Linked DNA regions of Sus scrofa: region 2 is linked to region 1. A link is a contact called in public Hi-C data. All regions are on one chromosome and are shown on one strand. Each heading gives the region's core, a stretch centred on a gene start, on an enhancer-like site or on the middle of the called end of the contact. The rest is flanking DNA. Distances are from core to core; before and after follow the strand shown.

What was found. Hi-C and Micro-C count contacts between places; a contact is called where the count stands out from the background.
Region 2: a contact with region 1 is called in a Hi-C map of fetal heart ventricle, with 2.9 times the contacts expected there. The contact joins two enhancer-like sites. A contact is called at or near these places in 4 of 47 Hi-C or Micro-C datasets (embryonic fibroblasts, epiblast stem cells, fetal heart ventricle and 1 more).

What each region holds. Positions count from the first base shown.
Region 1 is chr6:148,674,205-148,682,135 of Sscrofa11.1, reverse strand. The region is part of intron 3 of ROR1 (inactive tyrosine-protein kinase transmembrane receptor ROR1); the gene reads left to right. Among named protein-coding and RNA genes, the nearest start is that of ROR1, 160 kb to the left of the region's middle. Within about 2 kb of position 4,310, at least 2 of the 83 cell types and tissues checked have an H3K27ac peak or open chromatin away from gene starts, as enhancers often do.
Region 2 is chr6:148,823,282-148,831,212 of Sscrofa11.1, reverse strand. All of the region lies in intron 2 of ROR1 (inactive tyrosine-protein kinase transmembrane receptor ROR1), which reads left to right. Among named protein-coding and RNA genes, the nearest start is that of ROR1, 7.4 kb to the left of the region's middle. Within about 2 kb of position 4,477, at least 3 of the 83 cell types and tissues checked have an H3K27ac peak or open chromatin away from gene starts, as enhancers often do.

The sequences.
Region 1 (7,931 bases), core at 3,061-5,560:
TTATACAGAGGAGAAAAAGGGAGGTTAAGCATCCTGCCCAAGTTCATGTGTCTTGTGTGCGCAGGGTGAGCATCCTACTTCATGCTTTACTCCTTTGCCTTGTTTCTTTTCTCAGCAAAATAGACTGTACATTAACATTAAACAATACACTGGGGAGACATTAAGGAATCTTTCACTGTAAATGGAACATGAATGAAAATTTTCCCAGGCAGTGGTTAACAAATCTGACTAGGAACCATGAGGTTGAGGGTTCGATCCCTGGCCTTGCTCTGTGGATTAAGGATCTGGTGTTGCCGTGAGCTGTGGTATAGGTTGCAGATGCAGCTCAGAGCCTGCGTCGCTGTGGCTCTGGCGTAGGCTGGTGGCTACAGTTCCGATTCGACCCCTAGCCTGGTAACCTCCATGTGCTGCAGGAAGCGGCCCTAGAAAAGGAAAAAAGAAAAAAAAGAAAAAAAAATTTCCCAGTGTGAGATTTTTCTTAGTGCGATTACTCATTCTTAGTAAAATTGAAATTGAGCCAAGGCTTATTGTAAAGCATCCATTTCCACATCCACATATACCTTTCCTATATTAGTATAATTCTCTGTTAAAACCATGGCACAGATGAGATCGCTCTGAGATAGATAAAGGCAACCTGACTATGTAAAGATGGCCAGTTCCAGAGGTGAAATGACATGAGTGTTAACTAGCACTGACCCTCCCTCCCTCTGGGTCCTTGGTCTAACTCTCCCTCTGTCTGGGTCTCAGTGCTCTCATATGCAAAACGTGAGTGTTGGACTCTGATTGTGAAATGTCTCTTCCAGCTTTGCGTGATGCAGACTGTATAATGGCTGCTCGCTTCTGGAAAAATGAAATCCCTTTGTTCTTTCATGTATTGGATAACCCACCTCAAGCCAATCTCTCACTTTGAATTTTTTTACTCTAGAGGCTTTATTTTGAGAATATGTGACATATTATTGTCCTGCTGCCCATCTATTTAAGTCATTCTCCAACAGACTTGTCAGGGCTTACCTAAATCTTAGCACCCTTTAGGTGCGGCTGATCTCCTGGAAGGAGAAGTTTCCTGACTTCTTTCTCACATGGATTAGTGCATTGAAAACCAGTGAAAACTCTTTGGCTTCCCTCTTCTTTCCCTTAAGGACTTTGACACTTATTTTCAAGCAGGAATTTTTGCAAGCCAAATCTAGAAGCAGGACAGGATGGAGATTTTAGAAATAAGTGATAGTTGTCTGTTTCATGAATTTCTTCTCTCCTTGTTTCCCTTGCTGAGTTAACTGCTCCCTTCTCAAGACACTTGAACACACTTCTCGAAGAGCAGATCTTGCCGGGTGGCCAGTAGCCTTTTTTCTCTTCTTCCTCCTCGGCATTATGAACCCATCAGAAGGAGAGACAGAACATGTCTCTACTTAGCTAGGATCTGGCACATAGATGCTGCCCAGTAAATGGTGAATGAATGAATAAGGCAGAATGAGCTATGTTTTCGGTTATATGAAAATATCCATTTATGAAACAGACTGTTCAAATATTTCCTCTGACCATTCTTTTTTTTTTTTTTTTTTTTTTTTTTTTGTCTTTTGTCTTTTTTGTTGTTGTTGTTGCTATTTCTTGGGCCGCTCCCGCGGCATATGGAGGTTCCCAGGCTAGGGGTCTAATCGGAGCTGTAGCCACCGGCCTACGCCAGAGCCACAGCAATGCGGGATCCGAGCCGCGTCTGCAACCTACACCACAGCTCACGGCAACGCCGGATCGTTAACCCACTGAGCAAGGCAGGGACCGAACCCGCAACCTCATGGTTCCTAGTCGGATTCGTTAACCACTGCGCCACGACGGGAACTCCTCCTCTGACCATTCTTAACCTGATCTCCTGGGCATGAAATAATTTCTTCCTCTCCTCTAAGCAATTTTGTGTTCTGTTTGATAAGTAACTGGACATTTTTCTATTCTTATGGTTTTCAGATATTTTATGACCCCATTTTCTTTGTTTAATCACAATTTGTTTCCACAGGAGAGTTGTAAATTATTTGAGGGAGGGGATGAATTAATATTTATTAATATAATAAGGGATTAATAATAATATAATTAAATATCGGTATTTCTCTGTTGATTTTTCAAATTTGATTTTCTCTGTATTTCATTTTGAATAGTCCCAATATTTGTGTTTTCAAGTTCACCAGCCTTTATATTCTGTAATACCTAATCTAATGTTAAGCTGATCCAGTGTATTCCCCCCCCCCACTTTTTAGGGCTGTGCCTGTGGCACATGGAAGTTCCCAGGCTAGGGATCACATCCGAGCTGCAGCTGCAGGCCTACGCCACAGCGACAGCAACACCATATATAAGCCACATCTTTGACCTACACTGTAGCTCATGGCAATGCCAGATCCTTAACCCACTAAGCAAGGCTAGGGATCGAACCTGCCTCCTCATGGACACTGTGTTGGGTTCTTAACCCACTGAGCCACAACGGGAACTCCTCTCTCTGTTTTTTTATTTTATTATTTTATTTTATTTTATTTTATTTTTTTTTTGTGTTTTTGCCATTTCTTGGGCTGCTCCCCGGCATGTGGAGGTTCCCAGGCTAGGGGTCTCATCGGAGCTGTAGCTGCCAGCCTACACCAGGGCCATAGCAATGCAGGATCTGAGCTGCATCTGCGACCTATACCACAGCACACGGCAACACTGGATCATTAACCCACTGAGCAAGGGCAGGGATCGAACCCGCAACCTCATGGTTCCTAGTCGGATTCGTTAACCACTGCACCACAACGGGAACTCCCTTTCTCTTTTTTTAAAAACAATTAATACTTATATTTATGGGTAAAATATAAAAATCCAAGTTTCTTACATCAATACAGTTTCTTCAAGTATTTGGCTCAGGTCCTCTGTCTTCTCTCTCATCTCTGCCTTGGTCTCCCTGGGCTGTTGGCTCCATTTACTCAGCTCAGGAAGTGAACTCGAAACCCCTCTGCCCCACACATCTTGGCCTGGAGACCCTCTCGGTGATAAGCTGGGGACTTGTTGGACTATTTAATTTTGTGTCTTTTCTCTCAAGGATCACTGCCATTGGCGGCCTATTGTCCAGGTCTCGACAGCTGACTCCATCTAGGCCAGAAGTGGAAGTGATTCATTTGATTTTTTCTCTCTGAAATTACCCTCCATCCCCAACCTCCAAAGCTCACCAGGCCTGACTCCATGAAGCAGGAAGGAGCCCTTCCACAGAGTCCCAGTATACCTGTGCTTTCAATAGCTTAGCACCGCCCCTGGCTCCTGGCATTGTTATCGCAGTTTATACTCTCTCTTTATTAGCTTTTATTTTCTTGAGGGCAGGAAATAGCTTTTACATCTGGATTTGCAACACCTAATGTAGTCCCAGTTGAATGAATGAATGAATGAACAAAGAAGATTCAATTTACAAAGTATCAGTTTAGAAACAACTTTCAGAAGCTTTTTAAAAAAATAAGAGTAAGATTAAATGTTTTTTTATACATGCAGTTTCAGACTCTTGAGAATTTTCAATAATCAAATTTTTTGGGGGGCTGTTGGCTGTGGAAGTTGCTGGGCCAGGAATCAAATCCACACCATAGTAGCCACCCGAGCCACACCAGTGACTGTGCTGATCCTTAACCCACTGTGCCACAAGGGAACTCTGATAATATTGTTTTTGATGGCTTAGATCTGGTTTTTATCTGTTTATTTTCTGTGGCCTTTTATTAGAAAGGGGTTAACAAAACCACCTAATTAAGACTTGAAATAAAATGTGGGAAGTCGTGGACCTAAGAATAGAATAACTACATTTTAGGGACAACCCAAACCAAGACTAACTTTTCAGTCACCTACCTAAGGGTTGTGGTGTATCCAAGTTGGAGATTTACTGAGGTGCTGTTCTTATCTCAAGTGCCTTTTCCATGTTTGATATACTTGAATGTCTGCTATCCAAGTAGCCTGCAGCTGGTCTGCAAATAGCTGTGAGTCTGTGCATTCTTATCAACTGGAGACAATTGTCAGCGGATGTGTGCCATGGGGGCCATGGTCAAGTGCAAGTCCATACTATATTTGGGTCTTTTAGCGTCAGTAGAGTGAACTATATTTGGTTAAGCCTTTTCAGACTATCTTGTTCTATTTCCTTAGCACCTCTTGGTTACCAAAGGTGCCTTTGGAGTTTCCCTATTCTTTTATTCCCATTCCAAGTTGACATGATGGAAGTAGCCTGAGGCTTGTGTTCTTCCGGACTCCGTGGATTTTTTTTTTCCCCCCTCCGTATTAGAGGTAGTGAGATCTAACGTGGCAGGTTGCTGTGAAGATTAAGTGAAGTCATAAATGTAAGTTGCCTATCACAGTTCCAGGCATGTAGGAGCCCTCCCCCACTTCTCCCCAACCTAACTTCAAAGGTACCTACCGATCTGCCCCTGAAGTTGAACTATACTGATGAGCTGCTCATATACAGACACACGTAGTTACTATATATGATATGTATCTCTCACTTAACAGCTTTTCCTTTAAGGGTCGTTGTGTGTCCTTTGCTTTTAGGCCAAATGCTGCTTTTCCTAAAATGGTGTTTTCTTGACTTAAAGCACAGTCTAATGCTTGCTTTATTTTCTTGCCTGCCCTTGCCTGATGATCGAATTGTTTACAATCATCTTTGTCCTTCCTCCTTCTAATCCATGGCCAAGGCAGGGGATGGCTTTAATTAACAGGAACACTCTGCATTAGCTCAGTAATTTCGCATTTTTCCTCTCACTTATTGATTAAACCTCTCCCTGATGCACACATGAAGACTGCCTGTATTTTGCATATTTTCCTAGAATGGCACAGTGATTCTGTGGCTAAACCAAGATTAGACCTTGCTCGTTCTAAAAAATCTGACTCTTTGCTTTCAAGAGTAAACTGCATTGCCTCCAAAACTGCTAGTTGAGTTTAACGTTCAAGTGTACTTTGTACTTAAATCTGATGATAGTCTTGTTTTTCCTTTTGTCTTGTTTAGATGAGGCTCCCGGATCCTTTTCTTTGCTTGGCTGGTACCGCCGCCCTGACCCTGACCTAGGCAGCATGTTTCTTGATGCTGTCAAGAATGCTAATTAAGATATTTATTCTCTCTGGCCCGACTTTTCTGATACCTGTAATTATGTCTATTAGATGGTAAGCTCTGTTATCTCCCACTGTAACGAGCATGGCCCTCGTACATAAAGAATGTATGGATGTGTGAGTGTATGAACGAATAAATCAATATGTTTATACTGTTATGGATTTAAAAGCTTCCAGGTCACTGGTCTAAATGTGTGCAGACTTAGGATGGGAGGTGGCATCACTGAAGAGCAACTTAGCCTGTTTGTTAGGGTGGCCATAGGCCTTAGGGGGCCTATGTACACATTAGAAAGATATCTCTTCCAGTGTCTGTCTGCTGTCCCATATCATGATACTCAGGTGCCTGGAGGAGCCCTGGCTGGATTCTTGTCCTCACCTGCTCCCCAGCTTGGGTGCCTTTCGGCAGAGCACAGCCAGCACAGGTGAACGAGGACTTGATTTTTGTCTGGCTAGGGGTCTTGGTATCAAGTGGTCTTAAGAAGGGCCATTACCCTTAACAGTCAATGTCTCTTTGAAGATCAGAACCCAGGAAGATGAGGATCCCCCGTTCTGCCTTTGGGGCTCCTTTGGGATGCGTCTGTCTGCCTCCCCAGCTTCACAATCCATTTCTCTGCACCCTTTGTCTGTTCTGTTGAAGAGCTGGAGCAGAACGCCGTTGGCAGTGCGCCTTCCTGCCACCAGCAGCTTGCTTAGCTTCTCCTGTTTCAGTGAAGTAAGGACCAATCACCCATCCTGGTGTTTGAGGTCCCGCTCGTCCTGGCCTTACTCTAGCCATCGAGTTGTACTTCTCTCTCTTCCTCCACAGACACCCTCTGGGGCCCTTCCTCTTCTCCTCAGGCCGTTGGTGGCAATAGGCTCGCCACTCACACCTCATGGCCCTGGCTCACGTGGCCTCCTCTGTCTGCATGTCCTCCACGGCCTCTACGCATTCTGTAGAACCTGCTGTGTTCCTTTAAGCCCACTTTAAGGAGCTGTTCTTCGATGCAGGTATTACTATTCCCTCTTCTTGACCCTTTGAATTGTTCAACAAAGCCTCAAATATTTAAACTCATATTAAACTAAACACTGTGTAAGCAATGTTATATGAATGCCTTAGATTGATGCCCTGCACGTAGTTTCTGTCAGTACTTAGCTATTGTTGTTCCTTTATTTGTATCGCTTTAGCCATCCATCTAGTCATTCATGCATTCAGCAGACATGCCCTCTGTAGGCTCTGCCCCAGGTCTGGGGATTCGGGAATGTGTAAGACCTGGAGGTTGTGTCCAAAAGCGTGGGTGGTGGCCTCCAGTTCCCTGGAGAGCAGTGCCACTGTAGGAGTTTGGACAGCCTCTTCAAGGCTCTCCCAGTCATCGTACTCTAGGCTTCTCAGGTGACTTCCTCCCGTGTCCTGGTCAGCGTGAGTCAGTTGAAGAAGTCAAGGCTTCATATTGGGTGGTTGGACTAGCTCTGACCTTCAGCCTCCAGCTCTCACAGTGGGAGAACAGGGTAGGTGCCACACGTCCTTGTGAACTAAGCCCTGGGCTACGTGCTTTACACTTGTGACTTGATGGACTCCTCAAAGTATCCCTATGAGATACATCCTGTTAGTAGGCTTGCTTTACAGATGAGGAACCTGGGGCCCAGAAAGGTTAGCAAAATGTTGAGCTTTGAGCTGAACCCCCAGGCCTATCAGAGAGCAGAAAGCCACATTCTCATCATTATGAAGTGTCATGCTATGGCATGCATTAAGATCCCTGGCTCACAAGGTCAGAGTAAATAGTTATTGTTGTTGTTGTTATTACATTTATTGTGCTAAAATTCAGGCCTTCACTGTACCCACCTAGCACCACGTAATGTCCATCATAGCTGTTCAATAAAACTTTATTGTATTTAATCAGTTCTGTCTTTTGTGTGAGGGGAGGTGGGTAGCTGCTTTCCCTAAAGAGAAATTGTTTTTTTGTTTATTTTTCTTTTTATGGCTGCACCCGTGGCCTATGGAAGTTCCCAGGCTAGGGGTCGAGTTGGAGCTGCAGCTGCTGGCCTAAACCACACCCACAGCAACCCTGGGTCCACGCGGCCTCTGCGACCTATGCTGTAGCTTGCGGCAACACTTGATTCTTAACCCACCCAGCGAGGCCAGGGATCAACCCTGCATCCTCATGGACACTATGTCAGGCTCTTGACCTGCTGAGCCACTTCTGGGAGCTCCTAGAGAGAGAGTCTTAATAGGAAAATGCCTTAAAATGGACAAAGCAAACAACACAATAAAATAGCAGCCAGAGAGGCAAACCAGTTAATGAGATTCTGTATTGGAAAGTTGGAAAGAAGCTGAAAAGAACTGAAGGGTACAATCTGGTGGCTGACAACATTTGAAAATATTCTGGCCAGCAGAAAGCGTTTTGAGCAGAAGAATTAGAGATGAGTCAGTTCCACGGCCAGCCGTTTCAATAATGGTGAACAGATGGGGTGGGGGGGCCACAGTCGTTACATTTTTAAAAAGAATCTGTCCTTCTGCCCTCTCTTCCCTTACCTTGACACAAAGTTTGTTGTGGCCAAAAGACTGTTTTGTCTGCCACAGTTTTGAGGGAGTTAGGTTAGCTTTTCTTGAAGATGGCTGACCAGAAAATAAAATATTTTCTCTCTTTGGAAAATAGCTTACTTGGGGCGAGAGCAGAACTGTCCAGGAGGAATCCGGGACAGTCGTGACCAGGAACCTCCCCTTCTTCCTCCACCTTCTCCCAGTGTTTCACCTGCAGAAGGAGGAAGCTTTGTGACATGGTTGCCAGAAATGTTATCTTTATGATACTCTGAGTTTGGGAGAAAAATGGTTAAATGCTACATGTGCAAATTAAGAGCAACATTTTCCGTTT
Region 2 (7,931 bases), core at 3,228-5,727, 150 kb before region 1:
GGGGTGGAAAGCTGTTTCAAAACTTTACAGTCTGTCCTCAGGGAGTAGGTCCTTAGGGTAGTGAGGGAGGAGATCACATAAATCAGGTCCTATATAAAAATCAATGGTATTTAGGTTATAATTATAAGAGTCAAGGCTACCAAAAAACCTAACAAATATACTCCTCATTATTAAGATATAATATGTCTTTATGGACCAGCTGATCAGCAGATTCATAGAGCAACACTTGGTGATTCTAGAGATGAGAGCAGCATGCAAAGAAGGCAATCCGACTTCAAGAGAAATATACATTTCAATTTTGGAAAAATTGAGCACATAAGATGAATATTTTTGTTCTGGGATCTCCTTTATGAGGTTCGGAAAGTAAATGGAATCTGCAGTCGCTGCTTCTGCAATGGGACTTTGGGCTGCCGGTTTCCTCACACCCTCCAAAGAAATGCAAGATGACTGACCTCCATCATGGTGGTGTCTCATTCGTCAATGGCGCATAAACACCCGAGTGTCGGTGGCACTTTGTTGGGGTCCTGAGGATACTGAGTTCTCATCGGATAGTCTCTGTCCAGAAGGCACTTGCAATTCAGCTAGAAAAGTAAAACGTGGGAGCAAACATGCTATCCACTGACAATGGAAAGGCCCAGGGGGTGGTTTGGATGGGCAGTCAGGGCAATGGAAAGCTGGGAAGTGAACTTTCAGGTCAGCTGACACCCTGTGTGGGTGTGACCCCGGGAAGCCAGTGGGGCTCCAGAGACAGAACACAGGGCTTGATTCTGGAACCAGCCCCTCCTCTCTGTGGGAACTTGGGCAAACTCAACTCTCTGAGCCTCCGTTTTCTCATCTGTCAAGTGGGAATTATAGTAGCAAGGCCACTTAATGGAGTCATTGTGTAGATAATCTAGGTAATCCATGAAAAGCATGTAGTCCACGGTCTGGTGTACTGTTAGCTTTTAGTCTTTTCATGATGCCTCTGTTACCTTTTCTATGAATGGGGGCTAACAATGGCCCCTATTTCTTAGGGCTGTTGTAAGGATTTAGTGTAATAAAGGATGTACATTGCCAACCACCATTCTGGGCACATGGGAAGTATTCAAGAATGCGTGCAAGTGGAAGAGAAGACCACCTCATGCCGGGGTAGTCAGGGAAGACTTCCTGGAGGAAAAGAGCCTTGGAGAATGGATACTCTCTGGGGAGAATACAAGAGGAGGCTTTCAATCAGGGTGCCGACCTATAAGCAAGGCATGGAGGTGGAAATATGAAACGTGTGCTCAGTAGAAGGTAGAGTTCCGAACGGAGCACCTGATCATATCAGAAAAGATGGCCACACTGTGGCTGGGCCATGAGACACATCACTGCAACCAGCCACCTCCCTCTCGGGGCCTCGGCTGCTGGGCTGGTATGCTCCCTCATCAGGGATTCTTCTGGTGCTAACATTCCCCACGCTTGCTCTGCAGCGGATTACAATAAATGCGTGAATGTGTTTACACAACCCTGGACAACTTGAGATGCACGCGCGATGTCTCCGCGGGTACCCAGGAAGAAGGTTCCTTCTAGTTCTTGGTTCATTCTTTCATTCCTCCTTTTCACTCTCCATCCATCATCCAAATGTTTCCTGAGCACCTACTCAGTGTATGCAAGACACTATTCTAGACATCAGGGTTCTTTCTAAAACCAAGTTCTGACCACATCACAGCCCTTCTTTTTGCAGTGCTGCTTTCAATGACTTCCCATGGCCAAGTGTAAGCTCCAGGCCATGCACACCAGGTACTCGCCCACCAGGTACGCGCCCACCTGCATGCTTTTGTTCATGCAGCTTCCCTCTCTGGATTATCCCTCTGTGGCGGGCACTGTGAAATGTCCCTTCCTCTCCGAAGCTGCCACCAACCCTGCCCAGATTCCCATCCCTGCCCTGCGCTAACATAACCCCCCCACCTCCGTGGGCACACAGCACTTTGCACCACCTCTGTTACTGAGCTCATTCATCCTTTTTTAAATTCATTGTTTGTGTGACTTTCTTTCCTCCTAGATTTTTAATTCACTGGGGCAGGAACAGTGTCTTATTCATCTTTTGTAACCTCAGTATCTAGCCTACCACTTGGCATGTGAGAGAAGATTAAATATTTGATGAGTTCACTTGTTGAAACTTTGGAAGCGGATGAGAATGGTCATATGAACAATAATGACAGTCATAGTAACAGCCGTATCTAGTACATTGCTTATATGCTGAGCACTGATCCGAGAGCTTTACATCCATTTGTGATCTGTTTAGTTTTCATCTTTGCAAGCCCCTGTGAGGTGAGCGGCATGGTGTCTCTGGAATCGGAGAGGCCAGGGCTTGAATTCTGGCTCCCCTAGTGCTGCATAGGCCTGCACTTTGTGTTCTGCATGAGGGGCTTGCTTAGGCGTGAGTAGAACCAGCTGCTCCCTCCACTTGCCAAGCCAGGTGCTCTGGGATGGGGCTGCCCTTGACCTTCCAAATGTAAATAAGAGGCACCATGTGAGCAAGCACTGGCCTCTTCTGGCTCTGTACCCTTTGTCGGCTGTAGCCCTGGGCTGTGCTCCTTAACTCTGCTTGCTGCCTTGACTTTCTCCTCTGTTGAATAGGGCGATAGCAGCCCCACCAGCCTCAGAGGGCTCTTGTTAGGGCGAGGTGGGAAAGCGTATGTGCTATGCTTGGCACCTGACACATGCATTCAATAAACGGTAGTTATCGTTATTAGTAGTAATAGTAATAGCCCTATTTACCACATAAGAGAATTTCGAGAGAAAAGAGTTGGCAGAGAGCAGACCATGGGGACCTTCCTCCACGTAGGAGCAGCAGAAGGAACCAGAGGAGAGGAGCAGGGCAAACATTAAGCCAAGCGTGAGTTAGAGGGGCAGCTGGGCAAGGGTCGAGAGCGTCTGATAAATTAGGCTGGAAGAGGCTGAGAAAAATCCCCTGAACCTGAGAGTCAGGTCATTGGTGACTTTTGAATAAAAAGTATCACGAGAGCTGTGCAAGAGGAAACCAGGTTTCTGTGGGTTAAGGAATCCATGGTGATCAGGTAGAAGTAGTAACTCTGGCCTAGTCATCAGAAATCCGGTAGCAAAGGGAGTTCCTGTTGTGGCTTAAGGGTTACAAACCCTGCTCCATGAGGATGCAGGTTCCATCCCTGGACTTTCTCAGTGGGCTAAGGATCCAGTGTGGTCGTGAGCTGTGGTGTAGGTCACAGATGTGGCTTGATCCCATGTGGCTGTGGCATAGGCCAGCAGCTGCAACTCTGATTCAGCCCCTAGTCTTGGAACTTCATATGCCATGGGTGTGGTCCTAAAAAACAAAACAAAAACAAAAAGAAATTAGGGAAGGGTCAGAGATGATTGGGTTGGTTGCTTAAGGGGATGCAGGATGGATAAATGGTTCGCCTCCACAGACTTTATTTCAGGAGATAAGCATCACCTTCAAAGGGCCAGGTCAGTGGAGCACTCAGGGAACATGGACCCTCTGCCCTTGCCTGAACCCTAAATCTGTCTGGAGAATCTGACAATCTCCCCAGGCTCCTGGGATGACAAAGAGGATGACTTGCCTCGAGGATCCAACTTCTAGAAGGGGCTGTTTTATTTCAGGAAAAAGGAGAGTAGAATTTTTTCAGGCGGAGGATCGTCCACAAAATGCAGGTGCCAGCAGGGGGATGGGATCAAGCTCCCGGGGAGAGGGACTCTCAGTGCGGGGCAGTGGGGAGGGTGGGAAAGCAAGCGTGAAGATGGGCCAGCAAGTCAGGATGTCACAGAAGGAAGCGGGGCTCTCTGGGTGGGTTGTTTTTCTCGGAACAGAAGGAGGCAAGGTCTGCTGAGAGTGCAATGAATAAAAGGTGAAGGGCTGTGCGTTGGGCAGGGTGGGTTCAATGCTGCCACAGACAAGCTCTGGGTTTTAGCGGCCTCACACGAGGACAGTGTATTTCTCTTCCCATCAAGTCCGATCAGCGTGGGGTTCAGAGAGACCTCTATTTTGTGCAGTGATCAGGGACTCAGGCCCCATATATTTGTTGGCTCCTGTAGGATCTCCTAGTCCTTTGGCGGACCTCGTGTTCTGCTGACAAACACGGGAAAAAAGAAGACAGTGGGGGATTGTGTAGAAGCCGTTATAGGCCACTCCTGGCAGTGCTGTGCTGCTCATCACTTTTGCCTGCATTCATTGCCAACCTCAATGTCGAACCTCAGTCCCACAGCCACACCTAACTGCAAGGGTGGCTGGGAAATACCATCAAATGAGGTGCTCCATCCTCTCCTGCCTGCACGCTCAGCTCAGTGTCTGGCAGTGTTGGCATGGAGTGGGTGCTCAGTAAGCATCCTTGATTAAATATATAGATGAATGTTACTGCCTTTGCGCCTCATGACTATTCTATTTCTATTCTATCTAGAGACCTAGTGTCCTAGATACGCGTGAAAGGTTGGGCTCGGTCCTATGATGCTGCTGTGTTGCAGCAGTCCATTCATACTCTCTGCTCTCACATGCTGGCTGCTGGCAGTTAGGCGAACCTGCAGGGAGATGCTGACTTGCTTTGAGGAAGATCAAGACCAAGGCCTTTCTTCCAAGCCTAGTGCTCTAACGAGGTGAGTTAGTGAGAAAAACACATGCATCAACCCCTGAGCTATAGTTTCCCAACCAAATAGGAGCTCCCCAGCCCATGATTTCCTAACCAGAGCCCACCTGAACTGTCTAGCCCCTTGCCGAACTGTCCAATACCAAGATGAATAGACTCGTCTCTGAGATAACCACTTTCCAGTTAACGTCGCGGATTCCTGGTCAAGCTCATTTAGCCACAAGTTGTCACTGATTCAACGGAGTCCTAGAGAAAATGCGTTAGACCCAGAGCTGGGATTAGTCTCCTCCCTGACATTTATAAAAATGGCCCTTTTTATGGATGATGCAAGCTCTAGAAAGGGGGTGGGGAGAGAGCTGGTGATGTGTGTCATAACTTCCCTAAAGGGCAAATAAAGGACTCCTTATCGGGCTGGTAAAGCTTGCCTGCAAGTGGAGCATGACGCGGAACCACGCCGGGCAGGGAATGCCAGGGATATTTTTATAAACAACTCCAGAGATATCAACAATGTGGGGCTGGTGCAGAGATTCCCATATTTGCAGATGATATTTTGTGAACAAGGGTGCCCGTTGCATGAGAGTGAGTGCCAACAAGCCCAAGAAGGAAGCGGAAGCAGAGGCAGAAGGTTGTAGAACAAGCCAGTGTTTCAGCCTTGGGGAGACACAGAGGTCGCACCGCCATCTCTGACTCTGCCAGCCTGGCCGGGGCCACAGGGTGGGTTGTCTAGCTGGGTCCTGGGTCACATGAAGGCGGATAGGGTACCAGCACCCAAGGCCCTGCCCAAATGGAAGGGACAGATCCCAAGGATGAGGGCCCTGGGCATTGTCATCTTTTTTTTTTTTTCCCCTTTTATGGCCACACCTGCAGCACCTGGAAGTTCCCAGGCTAGGAATCAAGTTGGAGCTGCAATCAAGGCCTATGCCAGAGCCACAGCAATGCAGGATCCTTAACCCACTGAGCAAGGCCAGGGATGGAACCTGCATCCTCACAGAGACGATGTCAGATCCTTAACCTGTTGAGCCACAATGGGAATTCTGAGATGGGCATCTTTTTGAAAGGGCTGGGTCAGTGCAGCACTTGGGGACCATAAACTCTTCTCCTCCAGTGGATCCCCAAATCTGTCTGGAGAATCTGGCCATCTGTCCAGAGTCTGAGATGATGGGATGACTTGTCTCCACTCCCCAACTCAACAGGACTGCATTGAGCTGCTCGGAATGAAGTGACTTATTTCAAAACAATGCTCATGGTGTCATGGAAAGAAATCAGTCTTTGGAGTCAGTGAGTTCTGAGGTCCCCAATTACCTCTTTTTCTCCCCCCTTTTTTTGGGCCACATCTGCACCATATGGAAGTTCCTGGGCTAGGGGTTGAGTTGGAGCTACAGGTGCTGGCCTATACCCCAGCCACAGCAACATGGGATCCGAGCCATATCTGTGACCTACACCACAACCACAGCAACGCTAGAGCCTTAACCCACTGCGTGACGCCAGGGATCGAACCCTCGTCCTCGTGGATACCAGTTGGATTCATTTCTGCGGCACCATAATGGGAACTTCCTCTTAATAGCTATGTGGCATTAGGCAATTTATTCAGCCTCCCTGAACCTCAGTTTCCTCTTCTCTAGAACAGAAATTCTATTTTCCAGGTTAGTGAGGGTTTCATGTGATTGTGCGTGGAAAGAGACTAACCCACTGCCTAGAAAACACTAGTTGCTTCTCCCAAAGCCCCGTGCAGTGCTCCCAGAGCCAGGCTAAGCCTTGTCACCGTGCAGCTCTGGACCAGCCCACTGCATCATTCCTATGGTGACCACTCTGACGGGCCTACCCTGGCCCATGTAGGCCTGCTGATGGCTCCAGCCTCCCTGCTAGTGGTCCCAGGCTGTGATCAAGATCCAGGCCCACCCTACTTATATTTCTCTCATTCTTGCAAAATAGTAGGCATGAGACTGGCAGGCAGGGGCTCAAGGCTGAGAGCCACGGTCTGCCTCATGAATAAAGGCACAGTGGCTAGGCTGGCCAGTCTCTCGTGTCGATATCTAACTGTGTCCACATTAATGTCCAGTTGTGCAGGTGACATTTCCTAAAACACAATGGCTTGGCCTACTGTGTAATCCATGTGAGCTGAGCTGGTGGAAGTGGGAGCACGTTTATGGGCAACCAGGGGGTGTTCTGCGTGCTTGAGTCAGATTGGAACGGTGTTTATGGTGGTCCAGAGAATGCTTTGCACATGCGCGACTCCAGGTTAGTGCTTATTACGCAGGAACATCTCTGGATCACCATTCCTGGCACCTCCAGGGATGCTTCTGCACGTTCAGTTTGGGGAGCGCCATTCTGCATCCTTGATCCCGCCTTCTGTCCCTCTCCCCTCTTACTCTGCTCCAGCCACCCTGCTCTTTCTACTTGAACACTTCAAGCATTATCACCTAAAGCCTTGTTCCCACTCTTCCTCTGCCTGGGACTCTCCTCCCTCACCTCCTCCAGGGCTTACCTTATCAGAGAGCCTCTTAACAACCCCTCTTTAAAAAAGGCGACCCACCCCATCATTCTCTATTTCTTTATCACGACGATTTTTCTTTTTAGGACTTAGCATCAGACCTATTACTTACACTGTCTTTATCATCTGTCTGCTCCCCGCTGGAATGTAAGCTCCAAGAAGACTGGATTTCATTTTGTTCACTGCTCGCTTCTCGGTTCCTAGGAGAGCCAGGACCCTAGTAGGCCTCCAATAAATACTGGGTGGAGAGATGTTGGACTTGACCTTCAATTTGGTCTGTTGTCAATACAGTGAAATAGGTAGAATGATATCATGAGTCCCACTGGATAGATGAGGAAACTGAAAGTCACAGAGGATAAGTGACCTGCTCAAGGTCACCTGCTAGTTCGAGGCAGGGTCAGGACCAGAACCCACCTATCATGAGTCGCAATCTGGGGCACGTGCTGAGAGCCACGAGTGTTCTCCTTAACTCTTCAGCCCATTTCCTAAAGGAGAGCATGTTGTCTTTCCTTAAAGACTGTCCTTGAATGGAGCACTGACTCCATTTAAGCCCTGCTGATTTTGCTCATGGACTTGTCAGAAATTGCAATCTAGAGGTAATAGGCAGAGACTAGGGCGTTTTTTAGGAAAGATCAATTTTCAGTTCACCCAGCCTCCACTCTGAACTCTGTTTATTCCAGGTCTAATGCAGAAAATATAAGCACTAAAAAACAAATTAAGAATAAACGATAAGTGAGTTAGAAACTGCCTTGGGCTGTCAAGAACTTATGCGCCACGCTATGTGGGTTTTGAGTAAATATTTGCTTTGCAAGCCAAGAAGCAATATGTATTTACTGAGGCAATCTCCAGCCGGAGGGCACATATGC